Linked DNA regions of Anas platyrhynchos: region 2 is linked to region 1. Evidence: chromatin contacts called from public Hi-C data. All regions are on one chromosome and are shown on one strand. Each heading gives the region's core, a stretch centred on a gene start, on an enhancer-like site or on the middle of the called end of the contact. The rest is flanking DNA. Distances are from core to core; before and after follow the strand shown.

Region 1 (7,290 bases), core at 3,563-6,062:
TCTTTTCATTGTGAATAACTGAGATTAGGGCCCATTATTTGCCCAGGAAGCCCACAAAAGTCCCTAACTAAACATAGTTACCTCTGTGCTCTCATCCAGGAGACAGGAGTTGCTTCTTTGAAGCCATTTTGTTGAACATTTAATGTGTATTTTAATTCCAGTTCTTCTGTGTTTAATATACAGTACTGCAGTTTCCATATGTATTAAATGTATGCTTCTTCTAAAAGATTGGAATAGCTCTTTTTAAAATTGAGTTTCAATTTTGTTTTACTTTTGCAAAATTAATGGGCACTAGAAATCCATTTGTGTTAAAAAAGAATACGTGAGGGTTTGGGACAATTTGTCACAAGACAGTACTCTGATTTGAGAATCTCATTTGCATATTTTGTTGTGAAATATGAAAAACAAGGAGCAGCTGAACTCTGAACCAGCAGATATACCCTTTTTATAGGGTAAATTGAAATGAAACACTGAAAAGATATACTTCTAGTAGTCTTTTACTATCTTGAGTGCATGTGTACAGCTACTTAACTAATGCTAAAGGTTGTGGATGTCTATTAAAATGTTATGAAGTTCAGTGTGCTCGCACAGATTGATGTTGTTAGTATTTTGCAGTTCAAGTTAAAATATGCTGTTATCTTCTGCATATGTCAAAATACTTAAAACATTGCAGAGTTGTTATAATTATCCCAGAAATAGGTATTATGCATACACAGAAGTAAAGTTAACAGATTAAAGTTTAAAAGTGTACCAAGCATGTTTTAATATGGAATTGGAATATGTAGCCACACAGGTGTTCTTAAGTCTACGTTCAAGCAGTGCCTGGCATTAACCGTACAGCTATGATTACTATTTTTTTTAATGCTATTTTTTATTAATCTGATTTGTTTCAAAACACAGGAGGACTTTTGTCCTTTGTTTATGTTTATATTTGTGTTTGTGCTGTCACTTCAGGTGTGAGAAAGGATGACCTGATTTCATGCCATATATCTTTCTAAAATGTACAAAAGAGATCTAATACTATTAGCTGTGAAATTTTAACACAAGTAATGAGAATACAAACCTGTTGCTTTCTTCTTACTATTTCATGAGTAGCATGGCAACTCCCATGAATCTCAATCACAGCTCAAGATCCTTTGTCCTGGCCTTTACAGAAATGCAGAACAAAAATGATAGTTCCACTCCCAAGATCCTGCAGTCTAAGTTACCTACATTTTTAATAAAACCTAGCACACAGTATTAGTGTGACCTGAAATAATGCAATGAGCTACATTTATAAAGAAATGACTTCTAGACAAGTGTGATATATTTCACATGAATAATAAAATGAATTATACATTAAGAAAAATGTTCTTTGCAGCCCTGAAAATACCAATACTGAAACTCCAGAAAAGCCTTAGATATTCATGAATCTTTTTGTCAAGGAGCAGTAGCTTGTCATGAGAACACTGACTGGTAAATTCTGCTGCATGACTTTTTATTACACCATCTTTCCACTGGGGTTATAGTAGTTGGAGTGTACTACAAGTTCTAGCTGTGTGAGCTTAGTTGAAAGTGTGTTTTAAGCAGAGAGCTTAACATCACAAACTTTTCCTGAGCACAGTGTTCATTAATACATTTTAAAACACATTAGTAGTAGTTTAAAAGAGGTGTTGCACCAGATGGGTTAGATGCAAGGCTTGGAGAGGTCAATCCTATTGATTCCAGAGTTTTTTGACTCACATCTTATGGTCAGACCTGTTGCGTCTCTTGCTTAGAGAAAGGTCTCACAGAATTTACCTCTTGTTTCACTTCTCCTTCAAGCAGACTGGACACCACAGTCAAGTGCAGCAGTGTGCAGTGGTCAGTATCCTGCTCCAGAATCATCTGTGCCAGATTGCCCTGGTTTCAGTTAGAACAGAGTTAATTTTCTTCCTAGTAGCTGGTAGAATGCTATGTTTTGGCTTAGGATGAGAAGAGTGCTGATAACACCCCGATGTTTTAATTGTTGCAGAGCAGTGCTTATACTAAGCCAAAGACATCTCAGCTTCTTGCTCTGTCCTGCCAACGGGCAGGCTGGGGGTGCAGCAAGAGCTGGGAGGGGACAGACCCAGGACAGGTAACCCAAACTAGCCAAAGGGGTATTCCATACCATCTGACGTCATGCTAAACAATATATAGGGGTGGCTAGCCGGGGGAGGGGCGCCGGACTGCTCGGGGTTAGGCTGGGCATCGGTCAGCGGGTGGTGAGCAATTGCATTATGCATCACTGGTTTGTACACATTATTATTATTAGTATTATTATCATCATTGCATTATTGCTATTGTTATTATTATTATTATTGTTATTGTTATTGTTATTATTATTTTACTGTCTTATTAAACTGTCTTTGTCAACTCACGGGCTTCACTTTCCATTTCTCTCCCCCGTCCCAGAGAGGGAGGGGGGAGGGTGAGCAAACGGCTGTGTGGTGTTTAGCTGCCAGCCAGGTTAAACCACGACACAGATGCAGCACGTTAGTCAGGGTCAGGCTTGGCTGGTCAGCTGTTTGGGGAAAGAGGTGGCAGAGTCAGATGCTGGAGTGTTGCTGGAAAACACACTGTCTGCCAGGCACCCTTGAGTGCCTGCTTCTCCTGACTCATGGCTCAAAATGGTGCTGAAATACAGGGTGTGTGTGTTCAGATAGTTTTTGAAAGTGTTTCTTGGTCCCGTTGTGGTCAGAGCTGTAGGAACAAATGAAAGCTAGAAGGCTAAGCTGGAGTGGAGAGAGGGTCTGCAATATCTCCAGAGATAATGGGAGCTTGTAGCTTCTCTCAGGTGATCAAGAAAATTAGGGATGGGCTTGTAAACTGTATATAGAAGCATCTCTGTTTTTCAGAGATTGCAGCTCCCAACATTCCTTGAATATCTGTAGCTTTTTGTTTATTGCTGGTTTTGTATCAGTCTTTTGGTTATTTTGTTGAGCGATGCTGGCTGTGCACTGTTCCTCCTGCTTGAGATCTTAGTTCATTGGCTGCCCTTCAAGGAAGGGTACACCCCTTCCTTTTCTGAAATGCTTTCCAATATAAATTTCTGAAGGAGATGGGGGCTAAATCATTATGTCTTAGATGGAGAGCCAGAATTAATGGTAGTTGTTTGTCAGCAGATAACCTCTGAAAAGAAAACATATTTGTCATCCACCCCTACCATCAATGTTATACAAAGCCATGCATATAATGACTGCAAACAAGTGAGAATATCCATGACATGAGCTAACAGAACTGAGGCACAAAATATGCATAACTCATTTAAAAAGTCTCTGTGATCCATCTGGTGCCTCAAATAATCACTGTCAGTCTGTAGGAACAGACACTAAACTAACATTAAACAGCTCCAAAGCTGCTAGATTTCAAAGGCCAGCGCTGCTCACCACTCACATATCTGTAAGACGAAGGTTATATAAAAATTGGTTTTGGAGTAAAAGAAGGGTGTGCTTTAAAAATAGCAGCAGTGCTTGAGTTTATCTTCAGTTGTAGTGACATGGCTCGTAAAGGAGTTTTGCAGTTGGCTGTTTCAGAGAGCAAGAAAACCTGTGTGGTTCAGGTCTGCTGAGGTCACTGCACCTCTATAAGTGCCTCAGGAGAGCAAAGCTGCCTGTAGCAGAGGCTCTGGGTTGCAACGAAGGTTAGAGGGCATTCCAGTGATAGGGAAGTATCCTTCATTTGTCTCTGGTATTCAAACCAAACAAAAAGACTTCTGGGGAAGAAAAAATTCCTCAAATGCCTAGGATTTCTTCTGTGTCTTTTGCAGCAAAGGCATTTTTGCAGAAGTAGCACCAAGTATTGAATTTTTGCCTAATGGAAGTTTCTTTGAACCCAAGAAGATAAAGTGTTTCCAGTGGATATCAAGAGAGACAAAAGTATGCTATTTTTTCCCTTTGGTCAACTTCTTCTGGATCTTAAGATTCAAGTATTTATTTATTTCCACCATTTCTGTTTTGATTAGTATGGAATATCTCATTCTGCAGTGGACTTATATATGTATATATATATATATATATATACATTTTTTTTTTTTTAATTTTTTTTTGGAAGAACAAAACCCTCCTTTGACCTGGATTTGGATGCATCTGTGACAACCTACTTCACTGCCTGCCAGCTGAGCATAGCACATTTGATTGATGAAATAATAATGATGAACTGTGCCTGAACTTGCTTTGACGACCACTTGAAGCAGAAGCTGTAGCAGTGGAGCAGCACCCCAGTGGTCACAGTCCATCCTCAATCTCAGTGCATGGAAAGCATTGTCTAAGCATCATCTGGGTCCTGAGCATGTCCCCACAGGCCTGCTTCATTCCCATCTAAGAACTCATCTCTCCTTTTAATTAAAAGCTAGGCGAAAGGAATCTGCAACTTTTTTTTTTTTTTTTTAAGTTTTAAAGAGCAATGTTTTTATGCACCCTATTAACTGCCTGCTGCATTAAGCTGATTAAAAGAGAGCTTTCCTTTTGTAAACTGTCTTAATGTAGAGACAGGCTAGGGTAGAACTGGGTAGACACAATGGCAAGGCAATATATTTGCCTCCATATCAGTTCTTTAGTGTGATTACTGCTGCGTGTTCCCTCTAGCAGCCCAACACTGCATCTTACTAGCTTCCAAAATGGGAATTCCCCGATAACTGAAGCTCCATCCCTGATTATTTTATGTGGGGAACATGTGATAGTCTCAGGAAACTTTGTGCTGAGACTTCCAGCCTTTTTGTGTACATTCTTAAAGACCAGTGGAACATACCAGTGGTTTCTTGTTGTGGTTCTTTAATTAGAAGAATAGATTCAGAGGGGTTTTTGTACAGCTTAATTAACATCACCCATTGGTTTAAAGTTGTGAAAGAGGACTTTAAGAAGATAAATGCCATGCGTATAAAGTCCCCCTGGGTGCCCTTTGCCTTGAAAATTGGTCTTTTGTTTTCAGGACTAGTGTGGAAAGAATAAACACAGGATGCACAAGGAGAAAGGTTTTCTTAGACTTTTGTTAGAATTTCAGGCTGATTGTACTTTTTTTTTTTTTTCCCCCTGATCCTCTGACATGCCAAAATGTATCAATTAACTGCAGCAAAGAGATCGAAGCAGTTCTTGCTTTGCAAAAAAGAATATTTATGCTTAAACATTGTCTTTTAGTGCATGGGATAGTGGAAGGTTGTTTTAGAAAGTACTATAGTGTCTTTTTTTTTTTCTTCTTTTAAGTGAGATACTTAATCCTATATACTGATGGCAATTAAATGAGTGAAAGAAGTTTATGAAACAAAATTATTTTTTATTTTGTTTTCAACATGAGACACTTGATAAAATAATCACAGGGGGTAAGGCAACTATGTACATGTATCCCTAATAAATATCGTTGTTAGGATTGCAGTGAATTACATATTGGCTGGCAATGGAAGAACTTGAGCAGATACACTATAGTCCTTGATACTCTATCATGATGGTCAGCTGATGCAGGATTTCTTGTAGAATCTAAAGAACTTTGCAAGCAACTTGAGATACGGTATCCCAGGAGTTCCTGGGGTGACGAAGATCACTTAGAAGCCCACTTGACCAGCTTTAGAAAGACCACCTTTGGCTAGATAACCTAGATGAGCTTTGCAAATTCAATTCTGCGGAATATTACTTGACCTTAGTCCTCCCATATAAAAATTATATTCTGAAAGCCAAGGAAACATATGATCAGGTTGAAAGAGATCTAACCTGCTTTGAGTTTCAGTTGCTTAACATTTTACTGTGAAGTGATTTTACCCTCCACTCAAATGAGGGTATGTGCTTGTTGATCTGCAGCCTGAGTGCTTTAAATCCTTTGTTCACAAATAATAATGGAAAATACTGTCTAATAAGTAGAACACAGGGGTGGGAACCAGGACTCTAGGGTTCCTCCTTGCAGCCTTGTGGCTTTTTCACTGTGACTTTCATCTCATTCCCAGTGAAGGCATTCCCATTGTCTTCAGCATGAAGTCATATATGGCTTTGGCTGCATCATTCAGTTTATTGTTTGTTAAAACGGGGACCCAAGCATTGAAAACACTGGTTTATATTTGTAGAGAGATCAAAGAGATGAAAATGAAGGGGTTCTTTAGAACAGTAGATCATTGTTATTAGTTCTTTTCTGCGTTTTCTTCTCTCTCAAAACATTAATGTTTTGCTGCTTCTAGTGGGTGTTTTGGTCAAGAGACACAGTCACATTGGCAACTTTAAAGTTGCAGATTTGCTTGTGTTACAAATCAGGTAAACATGTTGGCATGTTGATTGTGATGCTGTGACATATAAAAATCCATCTGTATTCTTGTGAATAACTTTGTGATTTCTGATCTCTTTCTAACTTTCAACATCTCTTCTCAAAGTAATTTACCAAAACTCAGTACAGATGTTTCAGGAGATCTTCACTACCATTAGCAATATGAACCACATACCAGCATGATTTCATGAAATTCAACAATTAGAAATTGACTTTGTCTTCTTTTTTCTTTTGCCACATACCATACATGACCTCTTCGTTACTTAAACAGTGCTTTAGGATCATAATTTGAGGTATATTCCTGGTTTCAATCTTCTTTAAATTAAGGAAAGTCTTGTTGACAACAGTAATTTTACCAATGAAGACCAAGTCCTGGGGAGAGAAGTCAGGTCAGCAATGTTAGAATTCCTTCTTGGGGTCTATAAATCTTCATGAGAAATGAGCACGAATGATATATTATGGGTAGATATTACTCAAATTCTTTTGAAATAAACAAGTGTTTGGTGTCAAGGCTTTGTTTGCCCTTTTTCTTATATCTCAGTTTTACTAACCTGGAACTGAAATTTCATTAATTGCCAGGATTGACATTTCTTCACATGGCTTTGGTGGCATGTTCCAGTGGCCAACAGGATCATGACAATCTGTCTATATCTGGAAATTGATCTGTTAGTGCCTAACCTGACTGAAATAGAAGCAAACAGGAGGAAGAGTGGATATTATTGATATAAAATTGACTTCTTATTGGGTTTGTTATCCTAGACACTGTATTAGGATGAATGAGGCATTCAACACAGCTTTCAGCTAACAGCATCTATTTTTAAAAATGTAATCTTATAATACAAAGAAATAATTGTGTTACTCTGCTATTTTTAGTTTGCTACAAATCCTGTAAAAGAGCTGACAGCATCCTGTTAGGGACTACGTCCCATTTAGTACTGAGCCTTGCCCCTCACACAAAACCCCCAGGAGCCTGGGAAATCCCTGGAAATAGAAGGGAGACATGGAGTGCTTTTGTGTGGGGATCTGGCACTGCTGCTTTTCTGAGCG
Region 2 (7,101 bases), core at 1,146-3,645, 65 kb after region 1:
CTAACACGTATCATGTGCAAAGAGTCACAAAACTAACTCATTGTTAATGTACGTAGGGAGAACGGCAGAAAATAGACAGATGGTTGTTTGAGTAGTGATTTTATTTTGTTTGTTTGTTTGCAGAATTTCTGCTTTTGTACTTCTCAGGATATTTTCCCCTATTGGAACGAGAGAAAAAACAATTACTAGCTATTAAATTCTGTCAGGAAAGTAATAATCTATTTATTTACTTGCCTGTACGACTGATCTACCACATATTGATCTTTTGGGATCTTGGAGATTTGTTTGCTTTGATGTTTTCTGTTGCCTGAGAAAAAAAAGGCAAAGCTGTATTAATGCCATTAGGAGATTACATATTAAAAGTTTTATTTAAGTGAAAATATGCAATCAGTGCAATAAGACCAAATATTTGTCATAAGTTGTTCATTCATTTAGTAACCTATATGTTTGCTTTTTGGGGGACAAACATTAAAATATATTTTAATAATACATGGGCTCCTCAGGGGCAGAGTAGTCTTAGCTGCACAAAAAAGAAGTCACAGGGCTACTGGTGTCAGCAGTAAAACTCTGGTTGTCTGCAACAGAACTAGGATTTCACTCCTGGACTAACTCCACTGGACTCTAAGTAATGGATTTACATCCCTGTAACAGCGTACGGTGTTTTCATGCCATCTGTAAGCTTTTAGCGGTGTTCACGTGACATAAAACAAAGACATAACCACAAAGCTGAAATCTTAACTTGAAAGCTTTGTACTGTGCTGTAAGCCACCATGCAAGGAAGTTTTCAGTAGAGTTGGGAAGAGGCAGTGTTCAGCTGTCCTGCATGCAGTAGTTTTGCATCTGGAACAACATACTACCAGGACACTGAGATAGTGCAAGGAGCACCAGTGGAACAGATAAATGCAAGTTCTACAGAATTTTGTCGTAAGTAACTTTCTGCACACACATTAAATGCACTTGAGCTGTTAACCTTCACTAAAGTACTTTAAAACTGACAGACAGATGTAATTTTGTGCTGAGAGTAAAGATTCTCCCTTCTTCTTTAAAAGATCTATGACACACAGTAGCATAGTATATGGAAAGCATTGCCATTGGTTCCTGGGATGACTGTTAGGTTAATGGAGAAAAAAAAAAAAGCATGAAACAAAACCAAACAAAGCTTCAAACAATTTCTATGAAGTCACAGTTACTAGAATAATGTTGATGTATTGAAGAAAAAAAACCCACAATGTTTCTTTATATAAAAATGAAGCAGCTATCTCTAATAAAATGCATGCTTTTAATTTCATACAAACACAAAACCTACGGTCCCTAGAGCAAACATGTGTGACCACTAAGGCTTTATAGCTTCAAAGTATATAGCAGGTTTAAAGGGAAGAAGGTAGGTATTTCCTTAAACATCTGTTTTGTACTACACAGCTTCTGCTTATGGCCAGAACAGTTTTCAGTCTTCGTTTTTAAAAGAACTAAGCACACTTGTGTGTTTATACACACACGCATACACATATATGCAGTATTTTAATCAAGTAGACAAGACTCTTAATGGCTTTGCTAGTACAGCAGCAGACCTACAAATGTGGAACCTTCCTGGAAGGTTACACAGTAGATGCAATTTCACTAAAGCCAATTCAGGACCACGCTGTGAATAAAGTTAAATACGGGCAGAAGCCTTTGCAGGATTAAGTACCAGACAGCAGCAGTAGCGGACACCAGACGGCAGCTTCACAGTGGCTGTACAAATCTCAAACAGTGCTTAGAGGAGATACCCTACCTAGATGGTGTTGGTGATACAAACGAGAGGAACCACTCTGGAGCAACCTGAAAGCAGCGCTGTGAAGAAGAAGAGGTAGAGTTTAAGGGGAGTCGAGAAAGGGCTCGGGCGGCGTTTGGGGTGAGCCCAAGAGGAACTCAGCTGGAGGGCTCTGCTCCACGAGCCCTGGCCCGGCCTCCCCCTCTCGCCACCCTGCGGCAGCCGCCCTCGGACACGGCCGGGCGGGCGGCGGGGCCCCGGTCCTTCCTCGTCCCGGTGACGATGGCGCCTCTCTCTCTCTCTCTCCTCTCCCCCGGCAGAAGCTGGCGGTGAGGAGCCGCCCCGCGGCTCTGCTGGTGGGCAGCGGCGCCAGCGGCAGCGCCAAGCCTGGCGGCGGCGGAGGCGGCGGCGTCCCGGCGCTCCTCAAGGCACCCGGCGGCGGCGGCGGGAGCCCCGGCGGCAGCCCCGCGCAGAACCTGGCCATCTCCGTCGTGCCGGCCAAGGCGCCCATCGCGATGGTGACAGCGCACCTCAACGGCGGGCTGGGCGGCGTGGAGCCCCCCCAGAGCTCCCCCATCAACCTGCAGACCCCAGCCCGGCTGGCGACCGCTCGCCGCCCGCCCGACTTCGGCTCCCGGGCACAGGTAAGGGCGGGCGGGGCCGGGGTCGGGAGCAGGCGGGGGGCTCCGCCGCCGCGGGCTGTGGGCGGGAGGGCCACGGCGGCGGGGAGGGGCCTCCGGGAGACGGGCAGGGGGTGGCCCACGGGGACGTGGGGGAGCCCCAGGGTGGCTGGGGGCGGGGGGAGCCCTGAGGGGCAGGGTATGGCCCCAGTGGGGAAGGGGCTGCTGCAGCCCGAGGGGCTTGGGAGGCGGGGAGCGAAGCTTGTGAAGTCGGAGCGTGATTCTGAGGCTGAAAGGTTCGGGTGTCCAACTCGGAGCAAAATCTCTCGCCTCCTTTCAGCACTAGAGGCTGTGGCGGTGTACCTGGTGTGTGCACAGGCTCAGGGTGTGAGTCCAAAGATGGGGAAGGAAGAGGATAGCAGGAATTAGGGCAAACTGACTGAACACGTCTGTAAGTGCACCTCATGTTACAGGCTTAAGGCTTCGGGGTGCTCAGTTAGCCCCCTGTCCGAAACGCAGGAGTGAGTGAATGGCCATCCCATTTTTCATCCTCTGGCAACAGGGAAAGCACACCCAGCCACCTGGGGAACCAAGTGGTCTTGTCCCTGCCGAAGCATCACTGTCCTTAATGATGTCCTTGCTTACATCGAGGTAGCTGCATGGGGAATTCGACTTGGGATCTCTCCTCTGTATTCACGCTGGATAGTTTCCTTCATTGAAGGTGTTTGTGCTTTATTGAAAGGATACTTGAAGCTGTTCCAGTGGAGACTTCCTAGAATTCTGGAAAATAACTATATAAATGATAATCACGTGAATGATAAAAGTTTCAGTGTTTCAACAGTCTATCATTTTGTGACTGTCTTTTCCTGTCACTGTTACCTGCTATAGGAATAAAAGAATCTAAGCAGTGGAAGAAGAAGTTTGAAACGCTGTTTAGCCTAGTTAGCCTGAATTATGAAATAGCAGTCGCAGGTGCTGGGGAACAGTACAGACTAGGACAGTTGGCTGCAAACTTGAAATTTGGGTAAGTTGTTAAAGGAAAGACTTTCTGACCTGGTAAGCCGTCCTGCTGCTGAATTACCCTTGGTGCTTCCCATTTATGTTTTAAAAAGGGCAAACAGGTCCCACTTCCACCATCCACTTCCCCAGACGTGCTGTGTTTAGCAGCGTATTGTACCTCACAGCAATAAAGCCCAGGTGCAGCTGCAGTATTGCCCCAGTACTAGGACTTTTTTTTTTTTTTTTTTTTTTTTTTTTTTTTTTTTTTGCAAAGAACAGTTTCATTTTAAGCAGAAGTTTGCTGTCATCAAAATAGCGTGGGAATATTGTCCAGCACGTGGAGTTTGCCTTTATTTTGCTGGAAGAAGAAGTCCAGTGGTTTTTTTTAGAAAAGTCTTCACATTCACAAGTTTTCAAGAACTGTAATTTTGTGATTTAGTATCTCTCATTATGTTAGTAAATTATGGAATAAAAAGCTGAGCAATGGCACATTTCTGAAGCAGAGGACTATAGGAGTTTAATCTTTTGAGAATAGTCAGCAAGCATGGATAAAAACAATTAGAAATATTGAATTGTAAATGTATAAAAATGCAAGCTGACCTCTGGCCCTAAGCTGTTGGGAAGTTTAGTGCTGTATTGCATGTTAATTATCACTCTTCTACCCAAATTAAATTTATTTTGCAAGGTTTCTTCTTCTGGTCAAATGAAAAAAAAAAAGTGTTCTTGCTTCATGTTCAGTATTCTTGATTGTTCCCAGAGCGGTGATTACAGATCAATAGCAGTAACACCTTAGCTACTAGCACTGCAATTTTAGAGGGAACTTGTTCCATTGTTGACATTTATTAATAAGCATTTCCTTTTTTTTGGCGGTATTGTTATGGCTCAGAATTATTTTTTTTCCAGCTAAAATGTATGAAGTTTGTGAGATGGAGGATAATGACGGCCTTCTGCAAACTGGGTTAAGGTGGCAAACTGATAGTAGTAAATGAGATTACTGGTGTCGTATAGCCTATTCCTCTGCATCTGCAAAGTGAGGGAAAGGGCAAGGGCATGTAATGTAATGTTATGAGTTTCTGAACAGTAGTTTCTGCTCAAAAGCATTTAAGGGGATCAGCATGTGCATACAGTCATCTCAAGTGGTATCTAGCAGGAAGAATGAAATGCTAAATTAAATTCAGTGGAAAAAAATAGGGCATCAAACACTATAATCTAAATACAGAACTTTTAAGTATAGATAGGGTTAAATATAAGTTTGTTACAGAATTTTTACTTGGGCAGCTGTATGTCAGCACTTTCATTTTAGGCTGTTGTTTACCAAGCAGATTTTTAAAGTGATTTTGAAACATCGTTGGCTATAATAGAAGCCATATCTGCATCGAAAAAAGTATCTAAACAACTATGTGCATAATGGACACCAGAGGATTGTTTAGATATTATCACATCTTTTATTAGAAACAGGAAACATTGTGGTATTAACCATGATTTAAATCTGTAAGCATCAGAAACCGTGAGCTCAAGAAACTAGTGCTAGGTCTATGCATTTCCTTGGCAGCCTTTCAGTGTCAATACAGTGTATGAAGATATGACTGATGGAGCTACACTGATGAAAGTCTACGTGCAGGCATGTCATGAGTGTACAGCCCTTTCTCCAGCTCTGAGAAACAAAGCTTAGAGTTTCATTTGTCTGACCTGGAACAAGTTATGTTGGCAAAAGCTGAGTTTTGCTGGCATAAACTGAATTTTGCTGGCATATGCTGTATACACGCTAGAAGTTGCTTTGCCTTCAGAGTATAACTATTGCTTTTATAGGGAATGCCCTAGAACTACTGGGTAGTTATAAGACAGCAGTATGCCTGTACCTACAAAGTACTCTTACTGTAACAAATTTTACCATAACCTCTCAAATTATGTTTTGATTATAATCGTATTTACGTGGTATTTGCTGTTTCCTATCAGCAAATCAGATCAGAATGATCCGAGATTGCTTTGCTGAAGGACAAAGTCCCATCTGCTGTGCTGCAACAATGCACTGGGTAAAGAAAATGCCCCTCTGCAACCTCCTCATTCTCTTCCAAATAGCAAAACTGAGGGCCAGCAGGCATCCCAGAACCTAGTTCTGGGAAAAGCAGAAAACCTATCGGCTTTTCAAAGGATGGTTGGATCACTCAGCTATCAGGAGAACCAGCAAAGAGGAGGGATACAGCTGTCAGCCCCCTTGGCTGCTTTTTGGGAGCTGTAATGAAAGAAAAAAGCACTGGGAGGGCATATCTGCACTGGGCTGTGAAGTGCAAAGGTGTGGATACACAGAGCTGCTCCGCAGAAGCTCACAGAAGTGCAGAGAGTGGCTCTGCAGAGGCAGTCAATGTCCTGGAACCATCATGCTGGGTACTGCTCAACGCACCCTTTGCCTCTCTGGCAACTGCACCACTGTAGTTCCAGACAGGTTGTTTGCAGCCAGCTTAGCTATCTCTGGGCAGCACAGCATTGCTGGGTTTAGGCTTACCCGTAACCCTGAAGCAAGAGCACTGCTGGACCTGGCTCTGGCTTTGTCATCGGAGACAGAGGTCTCTGTATGTACCTGTCATCTGCTGTCTGGGCACTGCTCACCTACGGCAACTCCTGAAGGCTTCCAAAATGTGAAGCGGGTATCAGATGCAGGAACGTTAGGATACTGGTAATAAAAGAGCTGGCCTTTATCCATCATCTGGGTGTGGTGCTCTGTCCCCTTTTACTCTATGAGGCTATGAGAAAAGATCTTTGCGTGGCACTGACTCCCTGTCCATGAGGACTCCAAAACTGACTACACAAAATCTGCCTTCTGCTCCTCTCCATTCTTTCCTTCTGATGCGTGTATTCCCTGAATCAGCTGGAGGAAAGTTTGGCAAGCCTCCCCATGCATATATGCTGTTGCATCTTGGGGCTTTATACAGGGAGGTTATTTCAAAGTAAAATACAGTATGAGGATTTATAGGGCTATAAATTCTTGGCAAGGTAGTAAACTGTTCTCCACAAATGCTTCATTAACTCCATTGCTCAAAGAAATACTTGTATCCTTCTTTAGACTGAGCAACCTACATGGGTATCCATTTTTTTTTCCACAAAAAAGTGGCTTTTATACACATTGGAGGATGCTCATATATACTTCTTAGCTGTCTGTTTATTCAATTTACTAGAAAAACTGCATTCCAAAAGTGTAAGAACATACCTTTGCCTGTGATGGCCATTTTTCAGAATAATTTATTTGTAGCATGATTTATTATCTTTCTCTTTTCCATCCCACTTAATGTGCTCTACTCTGCTTTCTGTAAAAGTGCTTCTTCCATAATTGGAAATCCACCTGCATGTATGACTAAGTCTTTTTGCCTGTTATTTATTATTTGTATTGCAGTAGTACTTAGGGGTTTTATTTATAGCTACATTTATCTATATTGGTTATGTGGCTATATATAGCTTTCTTCTATGATCCATGTTACCACAATTTCTATGTACAGGCCAATAGTTAATTTATCCTCCCAATATGGAGTTAGTATGACTGAAGTGCTATTATTCCACATTTCACCATTGGAAAACTGAGAAATAAAGGATCCATTTATGCTGCTTCAGAGGAAACTCCCACGGGCTGCCTTTGGCAGAATCAATGTGTTGGCATCCACACTACTGGACTTTCTGGTCATTTCAAGAATGCCCTTAGATATATTCATGTTACACACAACATCTATGGGAACAAAATCT

What was found. A called contact is a pair of places that touch in the nucleus more often than the background predicts.
Region 2: a Hi-C map of small yellow follicle shows a contact between it and region 1, with 2.0 times the contacts expected there. The contact joins two enhancer-like sites. A contact is called at or near these places in 2 of 8 Hi-C or Micro-C datasets (F5 follicle and small yellow follicle).

What each region holds. Positions count from the first base shown.
Region 1 is chr1:72,362,214-72,369,503 of IASCAAS_PekinDuck_T2T, forward strand. All of the region lies in intron 3 of PHF21B (PHD finger protein 21B), which reads left to right. Among named protein-coding and RNA genes, the nearest start is that of PHF21B, 43 kb to the left of the region's middle. Within about 2 kb of position 4,813, at least 3 of the 8 cell types and tissues checked have an H3K27ac peak or open chromatin away from gene starts, as enhancers often do. A contact at or near this core is called in F5 follicle and small yellow follicle, where this site is marked.
Region 2 is chr1:72,429,781-72,436,881 of IASCAAS_PekinDuck_T2T, forward strand. PHF21B (PHD finger protein 21B) reads left to right here. Exons shown (of 15, transcript XM_072041399.1): 4 at 2,071-2,394. Among named protein-coding and RNA genes, the nearest start is that of PHF21B, 110 kb to the left of the region's middle. Within about 2 kb of position 2,396, at least 4 of the 8 cell types and tissues checked have an H3K27ac peak or open chromatin away from gene starts, as enhancers often do. A contact at or near this core is called in F5 follicle and small yellow follicle, where this site is marked.